Linked DNA regions of Mus musculus: region 2 is linked to region 1. Evidence: chromatin contacts called from public promoter capture Hi-C data. All regions are on one chromosome and are shown on one strand. Each heading gives the region's core, a stretch centred on a gene start, on an enhancer-like site or on the middle of the called end of the contact. The rest is flanking DNA. Distances are from core to core; before and after follow the strand shown.

Evidence for each region. Promoter capture Hi-C pulls out the DNA fragments that hold promoters and counts their contacts.
Region 2: a promoter capture Hi-C map of trophoblast stem cells shows a contact between it and region 1, with 2.9 times the contacts expected there. The contact joins two enhancer-like sites. A contact is called at or near these places in 6 of 39 promoter capture datasets (epiblast stem cells, frontonasal cranial neural crest, hippocampal neurons and 3 more), 2 of 484 Hi-C or Micro-C datasets (bone marrow-derived macrophages and nephron progenitors) and 1 of 9 other capture datasets (pancreatic islet).

What each region holds. Positions count from the first base shown.
Region 1 is chr10:94,291,879-94,297,944 of GRCm38.p6, forward strand. Gm4792 (predicted gene 4792) reads right to left here. Exons shown (of 3, transcript NR_033209.1): 2 at 3,305-3,422; 3 at 1,785-2,097. Among named protein-coding and RNA genes, the nearest start is that of Gm4792, 3.8 kb to the right of the region's middle. Within about 2 kb of position 3,368, at least 42 of the 459 cell types and tissues checked have an H3K27ac peak or open chromatin away from gene starts, as enhancers often do. A contact at or near this core is called in trophoblast stem cells, where this site is marked.
Region 2 is chr10:94,377,714-94,383,779 of GRCm38.p6, forward strand. It overlaps a transcript of Tmcc3 not described here. Among named protein-coding and RNA genes, the nearest start is that of Gm32827, 46 kb to the right of the region's middle. Within about 2 kb of position 3,493, at least 66 of the 459 cell types and tissues checked have an H3K27ac peak or open chromatin away from gene starts, as enhancers often do. A contact at or near this core is called in trophoblast stem cells, where this site is marked.

The sequences.
Region 1 (6,066 bases), core at 2,118-4,617:
ACGCCATGACCAAAAAGCAAACTGGAGAGGAAAGGGTTTATTTGACTTATCCTTTCATGTTGGTGTTCATCACTAGGGGAACTCACGTAGGGCAGGAACCTGACAAACCTGAACCCAGAACCACCAGACCAGAGGTGGCACCACCCACAGTGACTTGGCACCTCCCCCTTGGATCACTAATTGAGAAGAGGCACTTTCCTCTCCGATGACACTAGCTTGTTTGTCAAGTTGACACACAAAACCCAGCCAGTACGCTAAAGATACTGAGTTTTAAGATAGGCAACTTTCTGCTAATTGAATTCTATGGTATTGATTTTAAAGTTAAGGACACGAGTTTCTTTGTTGGAGAATCTTTAGTCTTCACAGGTCTTCCAGGCCTGTATCATGGGGCACAGATGAGACTCATTACTATTATCTGTAATCTCCAAACATGTATGTGTGTTCTTCAGATGGCCAGTGTTTAGGCCTTTTTTAAATTTCTTCTTCTCTCATACAATGCATCTCAATTGCATCCCTCACTCCCCTCACGGTCCCTCCCCTCCAGGTCTCTCCTCTTCCCCAGATCCACTGTTCTTCCACAGGCCTCCCAGGGATATCGACTGAACACAGCATAACAAGATGCAGTAAGACTAGGCACAAACCCTCATGTCAAGGCTGGATGGGGCAACCCAGTAGGAGGAAAATGGTCCCAAGAACAGGCAAAAGAGTCAGGGACTCCCACCCCACTGTTAGGAGTCCTACAAATAATCCAAGCTGAACAACCACAGCACAAATGCAGAGGACCTAGCACAGACCCATGCAGGCTCCATGATTGCCACTTGAGTCTCTGTGAGCCCCTGCTTAGTCGATTCTGTGGGTCATGTTTTCCTGGAGTCCTGGACCCCATGGCTCCTACATTCCTTCCTCCCCTTCTTCCACAGGCTTCCCTGAGCTCTGACTAACGATTTGCTATGGGTCTCTGCATCTGTTATCATCAGCTGTCTGAGGACGCATCTCTGGTGACAATAGGGCTAGGCACTGATCTATGAGTACAACAGAACACCATTGGGAACTGTAAGCAAAGGCCCAATAAGGGGAAGGTGAAGGGGTAGGTTTGAGTGGGATGATAAAGAACTCACCTCTTTGTGCCCAAATCTCTCCCCCCTGGCACCTGAAGCTGTCATATTACTCAGGCCCTTGTGGGAAGGACATTGAACACTCTGTTGAAAGAAAACTTCCCAGAAGGTCTCTCAGCAACATGTTTCCAATTACTTTGTCAAATCTCAGGAATCTCCCTTCAAAAACAGCAGGAAGAAATTCTCTCTCTCTCTCTCTCTCTCTCTCTCTCTCTCTCTCTCTCTCTCTCCACTCTGTGTGAGAGAGAGTATGTATGTATGTATGTATGTATGTATGTATGTATGTATGTATGTATGTATGTATGTATGTGTTTGTATGTGTATGTAGGTACACGCAGGTACATGTGGAGGTCAGAGGTCAATATCCATATCTCCCCCCCATTGCTCTCCAGTTTACTTTTTGAGATAGAATTTCTTACTGAATCTGGAGCCAATTTGGCTAGATAGGCTGGCCACAAACGCCCAGGATTCTCTTGTCTTCACCTCCCCAGTGCTGAGATTTCTGGTGTGCCAGCATACCTGGCTTTTTATGTGGGTGCTGGGGATCTGAACTTAGGTGCCCATGCTTGCAAGGTGAGCGCTTTACTGGCTGAGCTATCTCCTCTATCACCAGAAGAAGTAAGTTTTGATGGAGATATGCTAAAGGAGACACATATATGAAACCACACATTCATTTCCTCATGGTGCCAACATTTATTGAGCACCTATTATGTGCCACCACTTGGAAACAAGCTTATAGTCTAGTGGAGGAGAGTGCCTGCAGAGCACCCATGAAGCACCATGGACCACATTCAGGGTTGTGTTATCCTCAGAGATGGTGGCCTGGGAGGAGGGAAGTTGGAAGAACTGCTTCCTGAAAGAAGTGATGCGACTGATTCCTGAACCCGCCTGGTTCACAGGAACCTGTCTTGTACTCTCCAAACTCCATCCTCTGATCTTTCCCGTTTTATCAATTACGTGGATACATATATCAAAGGTACACCTATCATAGTCAGAGACACAGAGAGACAGGGGTTATTTTGGACAGTGGCAGAAGGAGGGCTCTAGTAGATCTTCATAAAGTCCTGGGGAGACGGCTCAGCGGGTAAGGGTGTTTGTTGTGTCTGAGTTTGGATCTCCAGTGCCCACATAAAAGCTGGGCATAGCTGTACATGGTTCCAACCCCAGGAAAGCAGGTGGAGATCCTGGGAGCTCGGTGTACAGACAGCCTAACCAAAACAGGAACTTTTAGGGATGGTGAGAAGCCCTGCCTCAAGATAACAAGGAAACAGGAGCATGGAAAGGGATGATGCCTGATATCTCCCCTGACTTCTGTATGCACCCCCACATACACCCCTACATGCATGCTTACACATATACATATGTATATATACTTATGCACTCACACATATATACTACACACACACATATATATATGTATATACACATGTACAAACCCCCAAACACACACATACATATATACATACACATACACACATATGCATACACATACATGCACATATATAAATACACATTTATATACACTTACACGCACCCCTACATACACATATACACACATGCATGCATACACATACGTACACATACACACATCCACATCCACATGCATCCACATGCACCCCCACATACACATGTACACATACACCCACACATCCATATATATATACACACCACACACACAAACACAGGAGAAAGGCTAGAGGAACGTGCATAGCCAATATAGTAAAGTCGAATACAGATCCACAAAAAGCCTCCTGCTTATGCTTTAAAAATAAGCAAACAGACACAGCATAATCCCAATCATTTCTAAAAAGCCGGACAGGGAATGAGAGATGAAAAACAATTTTTTAAAATATGCTTTAGCTTGGAAGTTAGGAAACTATGGCTCATGAAGCAAATTCAGCCAGTGGCCTGCTCTTTGTAAACGAAATCTCTCATCTTGTCTAAGGCTACCTCATGCTTTGTCAGCTGAGCCTAGCAGTTGCAACTGAGACCATGTGTACTACAAAGCCTAAGGCCTTTTGTGGCAGTATTTGTTCCCTGCCTTCAGGCCACTGCAATCCCAGCAGGAGACAAGATCTGTGACACACACATTTAAAGGGACAGTTCTCTATTACACAAACACACATGCAGAAAATCATTTGTGAATTGGTGAGTGAACGGAGAAGCAGAAACAGAAAGGAGTGCCTCACCTCGTCTTGGCTTTTATGAGCCAGAGCAGACCAAAGAGAGTCCTAGGCTCAATTCTTGGGATATAGTTAGGCAGGAATCCTGGCCACTGGGCTGTGTGGGGGAGGGGCACAAGCAGTCCTGGAATAAGGAGAGAAATAAAAAGGTTTAGTCCAAGCAAGCAGACTCCCATGACCATCAGGGTGACAATTCTGCTGCTGAGTCATATGTAGCAGGCTTCCTTTCCCATCCTAGTCTCCAAGGATAGGCAGCATTAGGGTTCCTGGTTTGCAAATGAAGAATCTGAGGCACAAGAAGATTCAATTGCCCAAAATCACAAAGCCAGGACTCTGTCCATGCAGTCTGCCCCTGGGGCCCACACGCTTAATTGTATATCATTCATTGTCGGCCGTCATTTGAAGTGAGTCACCCTGTTTCCTCTGATCCCAACAGATGGAGCAGCAGGCAGAGGGAAGAGAGAAACAGACTCTGGTGCCCTGCCAAAAAGACCTTTCCAATAACCAGTGATGGAGTGGCTGGTGTAGAATGGGCTTTAGAAAGCGTGACTAGTATGTGTTTAAGCAGGAGTCAAGACACCTTGACCAAGGTTTCAGAGAGAGAATATTCCCGAATGGGCAAGAACAGATGGTCTCTAAGATGTCTTCCATCTCTTGATTCTGTCATGGTCTGAGACTTGGACGGGGAGCTTCCTAGGGTGACCTCATGGCCATTAGAGAGGAGAAGTGGGGAGGGAGAGGAGAGAGAAAATACATCCATTATGGAGTCTGCAGGGATGAATTCCTTCTGCTAGCACCCCTGAAAGTCTCCATTACCTTACAATTATATAATCAAGTTAGGAATCTGTCTGTGGATTAGCCCATTGATGAAGGCAGAGCTCACAGCATCCAGTCAATTCTCAGTGACTGGAGGAGCCAGCCAGGGATTGAGCCTTTAACACATAAATCATCTGGTAGACACTTATACCCAAACCACAACCAAGCACTGGATAATTTCAAAAGTCCCCTTTCCTTTCCCTCCACCTTTTCCACCATGACTTTTAATGTATCCCCTTGCTGTGCTGGAAATCACTTTATTACTACAAGTTAATGGCGGCAGTTGTCGATATAATATTCTCGTTTTGTCAGGTGACAATTTATGGGGCCCGATTCTCCTGCTTCAAAGAACCAGGCTCTGAGGTAAGAGGTTCCCTGCTGTCCCATAAACTCCTACAGACTAATCAAGCTGCATGCCTGTGTTCTTCCACACAGTCCTACCTGAGGGGATAACAATAATGTACCGCTCAAAAGATATGGCTCCTTCCTGTTTAGGTATCAAACAGTAAGAATGCCTCAATTTCTGTACTTTCTTTAGAAGCAAGGTTAAGCTATAGACCAATGTGTGTGTGTGTGTGTGAGTGTGTGTGTGTGTGTGTGTGTGTGTGTGTGTGTGAGTGTGTGTGTGTGTGTGTGTGTGTGAGTGTGTGTGTGTGTGTGTGTGTGTGTGTGTGTGTGTGTGTGTGTATTTCAGTGCTGAGGACTGAGTCTGGGACCTTGTGCATGTCAGGCAGGTATTCTGCCACTCACAGGTATACCTAACTATTCTGTTTATGTCTTGGGGTGCTGAAGACCCAAGCCAGAGCCTCAAGCATGGTAGACAAGCACTCTACCATCTGAGCTCTATCCCCAGGTATACCAGCCGTTTCTGCATAGGAATTTCCCCAGTAGAAAAGACTGTAACTTGTTAATAGGACTAAAGCCAGCACTCAGTAGGTTCTTAATACATATTTGTTCAATATATAGGATCAATCAGGATTTATTGACTTTGAGGGAAGAGAGGTGTCAAGTTAACTTATTTCTTTTTTTTGTTCTAATAGCAACTCGTCCTGTTTGATATTTTTTTTCTTGTCAGTAACCAGACAAATAGAACTCTTAGCTTCTCTTTAAATGCATTACTCTCCTGAGAGGGGAAAAAAAATCTTCATAAGAAAAACTTATTATTTAGCCAAACATTATGTTCCCTGCCTGCTTTAATTCTAGATCTATCCTTCCTCCACAGACAGACAAAGAGTTGCCAACCCAGTGAGAGCAGGAATTGTTAAATGGTCGATGCACTCCCTAGAGGAGGGTGCAGGCTTTTGTGTCTAAGGAGACCACTTATTCATTGTGTACAAGGACAGAGTGTTCCCTGTCTGCTTGTTTACTGTGCGTTTTAATGAGCTGCCAGGCCTCTCATGGCAGTCGCTGCTCCAAAGGTGGAGATAGATACCAGAGTTACTAGGGGTGGCTCAAGAACTATTTCTAATTCTATACTTCCCCTGCACCCTCTTTATGCTCAAAGATTTCGTTCCTAATGCAAAAATGGTAAAACTCTCAGAGGGCAAATGGCCCCAGGGACAGGTCAGGTGGCAGCTAGCTTCTCAAGGGCAAGGGCATTGCCTTCTTGGTCATTCGCTCCAGCGCTAAATGATACCTCACACACAGGAGGGATGAGGAAAGGGGATGACTCCTTCCTAAGTTATACACGCTTGTCACCATGTCTCCAGATCCCACGTATCGTTAGGCCTTGTGGGGATCTATCTTGAGGTAATATTCAAAATATTGGTCTGAAACTAGAGCAGGGGCACTGACCATTCAGCAAGTCAGCCATTGAGTGGAGCAGGATGGACCCTGAAGAATGTCTGCATGGTGGGTGTTAACTGTGTAATTCCTTTTTCATGAGGTGTGCACGGGGATAGTAAGAGAATGTTTTGGGGAGACGTGGCAGGGGATTTGAACAGGGATGGTTT
Region 2 (6,066 bases), core at 2,243-4,742, 86 kb after region 1:
TCAGTGGCCTAGGCCATTTCAACTTTCCCTGACCCTACCCAGAGGAGATAATGAATGAGAAAAATCCCAAATACCAGGAGGGCATGTGCAGAAGGGGAGGGCCATCAATTGAATCAGCCCACAGCTTTGAGCACTTGCCCTCTCGGCTGTGCACCAAATGAATGAACCCTACACCTCATGTGCCAGGGCGGAAAATGATCAGGCTTATGAAGTGGCTTGCTAGAGGCCACACAGTCTGAGTGAAGATCGTTTTCTATCCAAGTGCAAAAACCTTCCCCGGCAGATGGAGCATATCTTACCAAAAGATGCACACATGGCTGGCCATGCCACTCGTTCAGTTGTCCCACCTCCTCCACAAGCACTATCCAGCTCAAGGCAGTATTGTTTCAATACAGTGTTGTCAGCCTCCTAAGCAGAGCTGGAGGCCTCTGGTGATTAGTGCGCTCGCCTCCTCCACAGGAGTGAAGCGGTGCTCATTTCTAACCCTTGCCGTCAAGCTTGCCGGGGGTTGAACCTCACTAAATAAAGTGTAGTGTGAATATTTGCTTATTAGCTTTTTCCTTTCCCCCAACAGTTTGAGTCCGTGATCTGTACGTTGCCCCCGTTGTAGAACATTCATATTGCATGACTAGACCGCAGCCTGCATTTGCTGTTGGCAGGCATTTTCTGTCATTTCTGGTTCGGGGTGACTATGAATAGTGCGGTTGGGACCAGTCTTGTATGACAAAAATAGACACCCATGCGCTTTGAGGTCAGGGGTAGTGTTATGCAATCGCTTCTCCGCGTCTGAGACATTTCCTTAAAAACAAATGCTGTTCGGTGTGAGACAGCAAGAGAGCATACATGCCTGTCTGTTTACTTGTGCGCATGCTCCCTGCTGGAGGGAGGGGCAGCCGACGGCACTCTTCCTGGAGAATATATGGCTGCCGCCTCTTGGAGGCATGCTTGCTCCAGCAAATGGGACATTCACTCTGCTGCTGGCAGCAGAACACAGGAGTGGCTGTGGGCGGAAGAGTGTTTCTGTGATTTAATTATGAATCTCAGGGAAGCATATTACGATCCTCTCCAACCTGCTGCGCTGAATGGCAGGATGCCACAGGCACGTCTCTCAGGTGTTCCGAACGTGCCAGAGAGAAAAGGGTGAGGGACCCTGTGACAACCTCTCTATATCTCTGCACACAGTGTCCTCACCAGAGATTTGGGGGGCCTGAATCTGGTCAGTCCCCTCTAAATCATTAACAGCTATGGTTGAGAGATCACAAGGACATAAGGCAAAGTTGGCTCGAGGGAGTCACATGCCTTACCCGGATCAGTGTCGCTCATACCTGCTCTGGTTTCATTGTTAACAGCACCTCCTTTATCTGGTAGCGATGTCCCAATTCATTAATAACTGTTATGGTCATCCACTTAGTCACAGTGCTTAAGGTTCTGTTGCCTGTATGCAAAATGACCTTGGACAAGCCATGGCAGCCCTCTGAGCGTCACTGCACCGACTACAGTAACGTGGGTTCGTAAAGATGAAACAAGGCAGCAGGTGATAGACCTTCAGCCCTGTCACAGAAAAAGAACCCAACTGTTTACCCAACTGTTTACATCCTGTTTACTGTCGCTGTCGCTTGAAGCTAGATTTTCCGTGAGGATGAAGTGTGATTGCCTGGAACCGAAGGGCCTGGGGCTGTGCAGTCTCATCTTCCTGCTGAAAGGGTTTGTTTGCCTTCCTTCCAGCGTACTAGGTGGAGTTAATCACTTAGGCTTTCTCTCAGGTCTACTGCGCAGATGCAGACGCTAGTAGCATTTGGATGTGAAACTATCAACCTGCACTGTAGGGGGTGATTAGGAAATCCTGAGACAGCACCCAGAATCAATGGGGTGACCATACAACCTGGTTTTACGTTGCTGCTCTGTGTAAAAATCAGTAGTGCTCAAGACAACCTTTGACTCCAGGTTCTCTCAGTTCTGCCCAAAATAAGATCTGTGTACACCCATCCTGGAGTAAGGCGTCACTTTTGGGACAAGGCCAAGGTCCAGAGAGAGTACCAAGGTAAACTGGATAGCCTTCTAAACAGAGTCCCACCTGGCAGCCAGCGACAAAGATGTTTGAAAACTCCATCAGATGGGAAAGCAAGTTGCAGGGAAATGCCTACTGTATACTTCACTTACACAGAGTTGAAATTTTTGTTATTTTTAAATCGGTGTGTGTGTATGTGTGTGTCTGTGCGAGTGCGCGTGAGTTCAGGTGCGCCCAAAAAGAGCGTCAGACCCCCTGCAGCTGGAGGTGCAGGCAAATAGCGAGCCATCTGATATAGGTATTTGTTGGGAACTGAACCTGGGTCCTCTGGAAGAGCAGCAAGCACTCTTTTTTTTTTTTTTCTATTACATATTTTCCTCAATTACATTTCCAACGCTATCCCAAAAGTCCCCCAGCAGCAAGCACTCTTAACTGCTGAGCCATCTGGCTAGTCCCATAAGTAGTCATTTTATTTTTAACTATTTGTATGCATATGTGTTTGTGCGTATGTATGTGTGAGTTCCTGCAAGTGTGTGCAGGTGCCTGTGGTGGCCAGTAGAGGGCATATGATCCCCTGGAACTGGAATTTACAGGCAGTTATGAGCCCAAGTACTAGGAACCAAACTCAGGTCCTCTGCAAGAACAGTGTATCAGTCCTGCCCCACATTTACACAGAAGTTAGTAAAGCCAACCTAAGTGATTTCTTCTTTAGAGATACAGACATGTGTGGGGAAAAGTGTAAAGAAAAAGAAAGCTTAGGTTAATTTAGAATTCTTGGGCAGTGGGAAGGGCTGGAGGCTGGGAAGAAGTATGGCCCAAGGGTGGACTTTATTCTCTCTCTCTCTCTCTCTGATCTCAGGGCAAGGATTTTTTTTTCCTTTTGACCTTAAAGAAAGATGGATACATATTATAGACATCCTTTGGATTCTTTGGAAGGTTTAACAAGGAAAATATACAGAAAATAAGCCAAAACAATGTATCAAACTTTATCCTTATTATGCATGTGTGCTTTGGAGGTGATTCATTGCTGACTGTGCCGAGGAAGGTAGCCAGACTCTCCAGCTTTGAAGTGAAGTGCCAGGGAGGTGATTTTCTGCTTGGCAGCTTTAACTCTTTAATACGCTGGTTGTGACAAGTGGCTGCCTGGTTCTCTGCCTGCTGCTAGAATTGACACTGCTCTGGCAAGCGTGCCGGGCGTTCATTGAGCAAACATTTTCCTAATACCTCAGTATACGGTCTGTCTTGTTTCTCAAATGCTGTGAGGAACGTCCCAGTGTCACTTGCATTTCACAGTTAGGAAAAACAGAGACATCCAGGTTGACAGAGTCTGTCTACAGATTCTCACATCCCAGGCTGGGGCTCATTGCCATTGTCTGGGGTCAGTTCCCTGAAATGCTGCCTTCTGCCTGCCCTGCAGTGGTAGAGGCAGAGGCTCGGCCCTTCCAGTCTTTCCTAAGGCAACTTCCTTTTTGTCAGGCTCCACCTTCTTCAGTAGCCTGCACATTCCTGTGGTGTAGTCACCATGACGCTCCCCCCACTGACCCTGCAGGACTCTTCAGGCCCTAGGCACAGTTGCTCAGGGACTGTCTGTTTTCTATGAGGCTGGTTTGTGTCTGGCTTTCTGAGTGTCTTTGACCTCACTGGTGGCTGTGAGGGAGCAGAGCTGAGCAGTCCCTGGTCATATGTGGATACCGCCTCAGTTGAAGTCAGCCTCAGTATGCTTAGCATAGGGAACAAGTACACACGTGTGTATAGAGCAAAAGAGAAAGGAGAAGTGTTGTAGATGGCGTCCCTGTGTCCCAGCAGGAAGACCTACTGTGTGCAGTGAGTGGTCTCCAGGTACAACACAGCTTTGGTGGGTTGTCACTTCCCCAAGGTCCCATCTCTTACTGTCTCTGGAGATGCTACTTCCAAGGCAGGCGATTATTTTACCAAGTCCAATACTTTCTGTCCTTGCTAATGAAGCCAGGCAGGCATCTCTTAAATATAAACCTTGCTCTAGTCCTGGGGACAGACATGAGTGCCTGAATGGTCCTAAAATGGAAGGGGAAGTCTGCTGAGGGATGCTGGGAGATTCTCATCCTTTAACAGAGGAGGGCTCTCAGTCTATGCTGCTTCCTGCTTTGAGTGCAGCGAGGCTCACATGCAGTGCTTGGGGCTGCTGCCGCCATTCCATAATGGTGAGAGCATTCCATAATGGTGAGGCCATTTCATAATGGTGAGGCGTGGGACAAAAAGAATTGGTGATGCTGGCCCACCCACATCTTACCATCACTGACCACCCCACCCCCACCCCCCAGACCCTCAGCATCTCCGAAACAGTCCATCTGAGATTTCATGTCTTGCAAAGAAGAGAGATTCCCAGTTACAGAATCCTATGCCTGCCATTGACTGTTAGCTACATTTTCTGTTATTTGCAACTGTAAAAACAAAATGACTAGGGGAGTTTAGCCTGGTCTGGCCTCTGCAGGTACTCAGATACACATAGCTCCAGACACATACATAATTTTTAAAAAGTCTTTAAAACCCCAGAACTAAGTAGATGGGGTGCAGCAGTTGTCTGTCTTGTCTGTGGTTTAATATTACCCCCCCCCAGGTTTTTCTGGGGCAGCTCAGATATGTGGGTGATGGGAAAGAGGACTGAAGGCTTTGGCCTGACTCTTTCTTCAGGATACTATACTATGTCAGGAGGCCATACAAGGAAGGGTGGGGTGCCTGAGTTAAGGAGTAGAAAGAAGTCGGCAGAGTCACCTTACAGTTTGAATTTATTCAGTTCTTGACTTATTCTCTTGCAGTGGGCTTGGTTATTGTAGGTCCCACATATTGAACAGATTCAACATGCATGGCTTAAGAACACTATTAGCGCTTACACCTTTGAGACCTTTGATGACCATGCCTTTGAACCGGAGCCCAGGGAATAGCGCTTTTTGACACAACGTTTCTGTAAAGAGTTATTATAGAGAGACAAAACTCTCTGTTCTCAGCTCCCAATTGCCTTCCAATCCAGTCCCCGTCATTAAGCTATGCACGCTCTTAGTGTGCTGGAAGTTGGAGAGATGAGTACATTACCATCAAAGCACGCTAGGCCAGCGATTTGCATAATCGCTGCCGACGGGACAGCTCCTCAGGCTTGGCATCTGCCACCCTCATCCTCCGGTGGCCTTGTTTTGGATTCTGCTCATGCAGAGTCCCAGTTACTGGTTTTCATAGTTTCTAAGCCCTGGTGAGGGTTGTCTGGTCACTGCCGTTGCTTCTCCCTCACGGCAGCGCTTGTGTTAAGTACCCTGATACAGAGTCTACACGTTCCAGAATAACGAGGGACAAGGACAGTGTTCCTGGTTGGTGCTTCTAACCAGTGGCCATTCTGGCTGTGTCCTCTTGGCTGGGTGGCTGCTGCAGCTGCTCTTGTTTAGCCCCAGTGCTCTGGAGCATGTGAGCAGAGAGGTGGAGGGATAATGTGTTTGATCTCTGCTGAGATTCTTTCTGCTCAGGCAGGTGAAGAGGGAGCTGGAGTGAGATGATAGGACAGAGCAGGTGCAGTGGGTAGAAAAGAGTCGGATGGTGGATCTCTGGACCGTTAACCGGGAGCAAAGCCACCAGAGGCAAAGCGACAATGGTTGACCTACAGCTATGGCACTGCAATGTCCTTCAGAACTGATGTGGGCTGTAGGTCTGGCAAGCCCTGGGTCTGGGCTGGGCCATACGGGAACCCACGGTGAGGACAGGGATTTGGAGAAGTGAGTAGGGGATACAAACCAAAAGGGTGTGTGTGTGTGCGGTTGAATACTGGAGCCTTCTGCAGAAGAGCAACTTGGTAAGAATCCCGAGCAGCCCAAGACAATATCGTGGAGGAAGAGGGCAGCCAGAACTGCACCTTGACTGTGCCTGGCACCATGGAAGGAGCCTACTATTCATCAAAAGAAGTCAAGGGAGTGTATCAGTAAGCGCAGGGGTCCCCACTATGCTAAAAGGAGGGATTTCCCCCAAGAACTTTCTGGTGTTTTACAAGGCTTGTGGTTATTTGCATGTTCACTGCATTGCTATCAAAACATGAACCG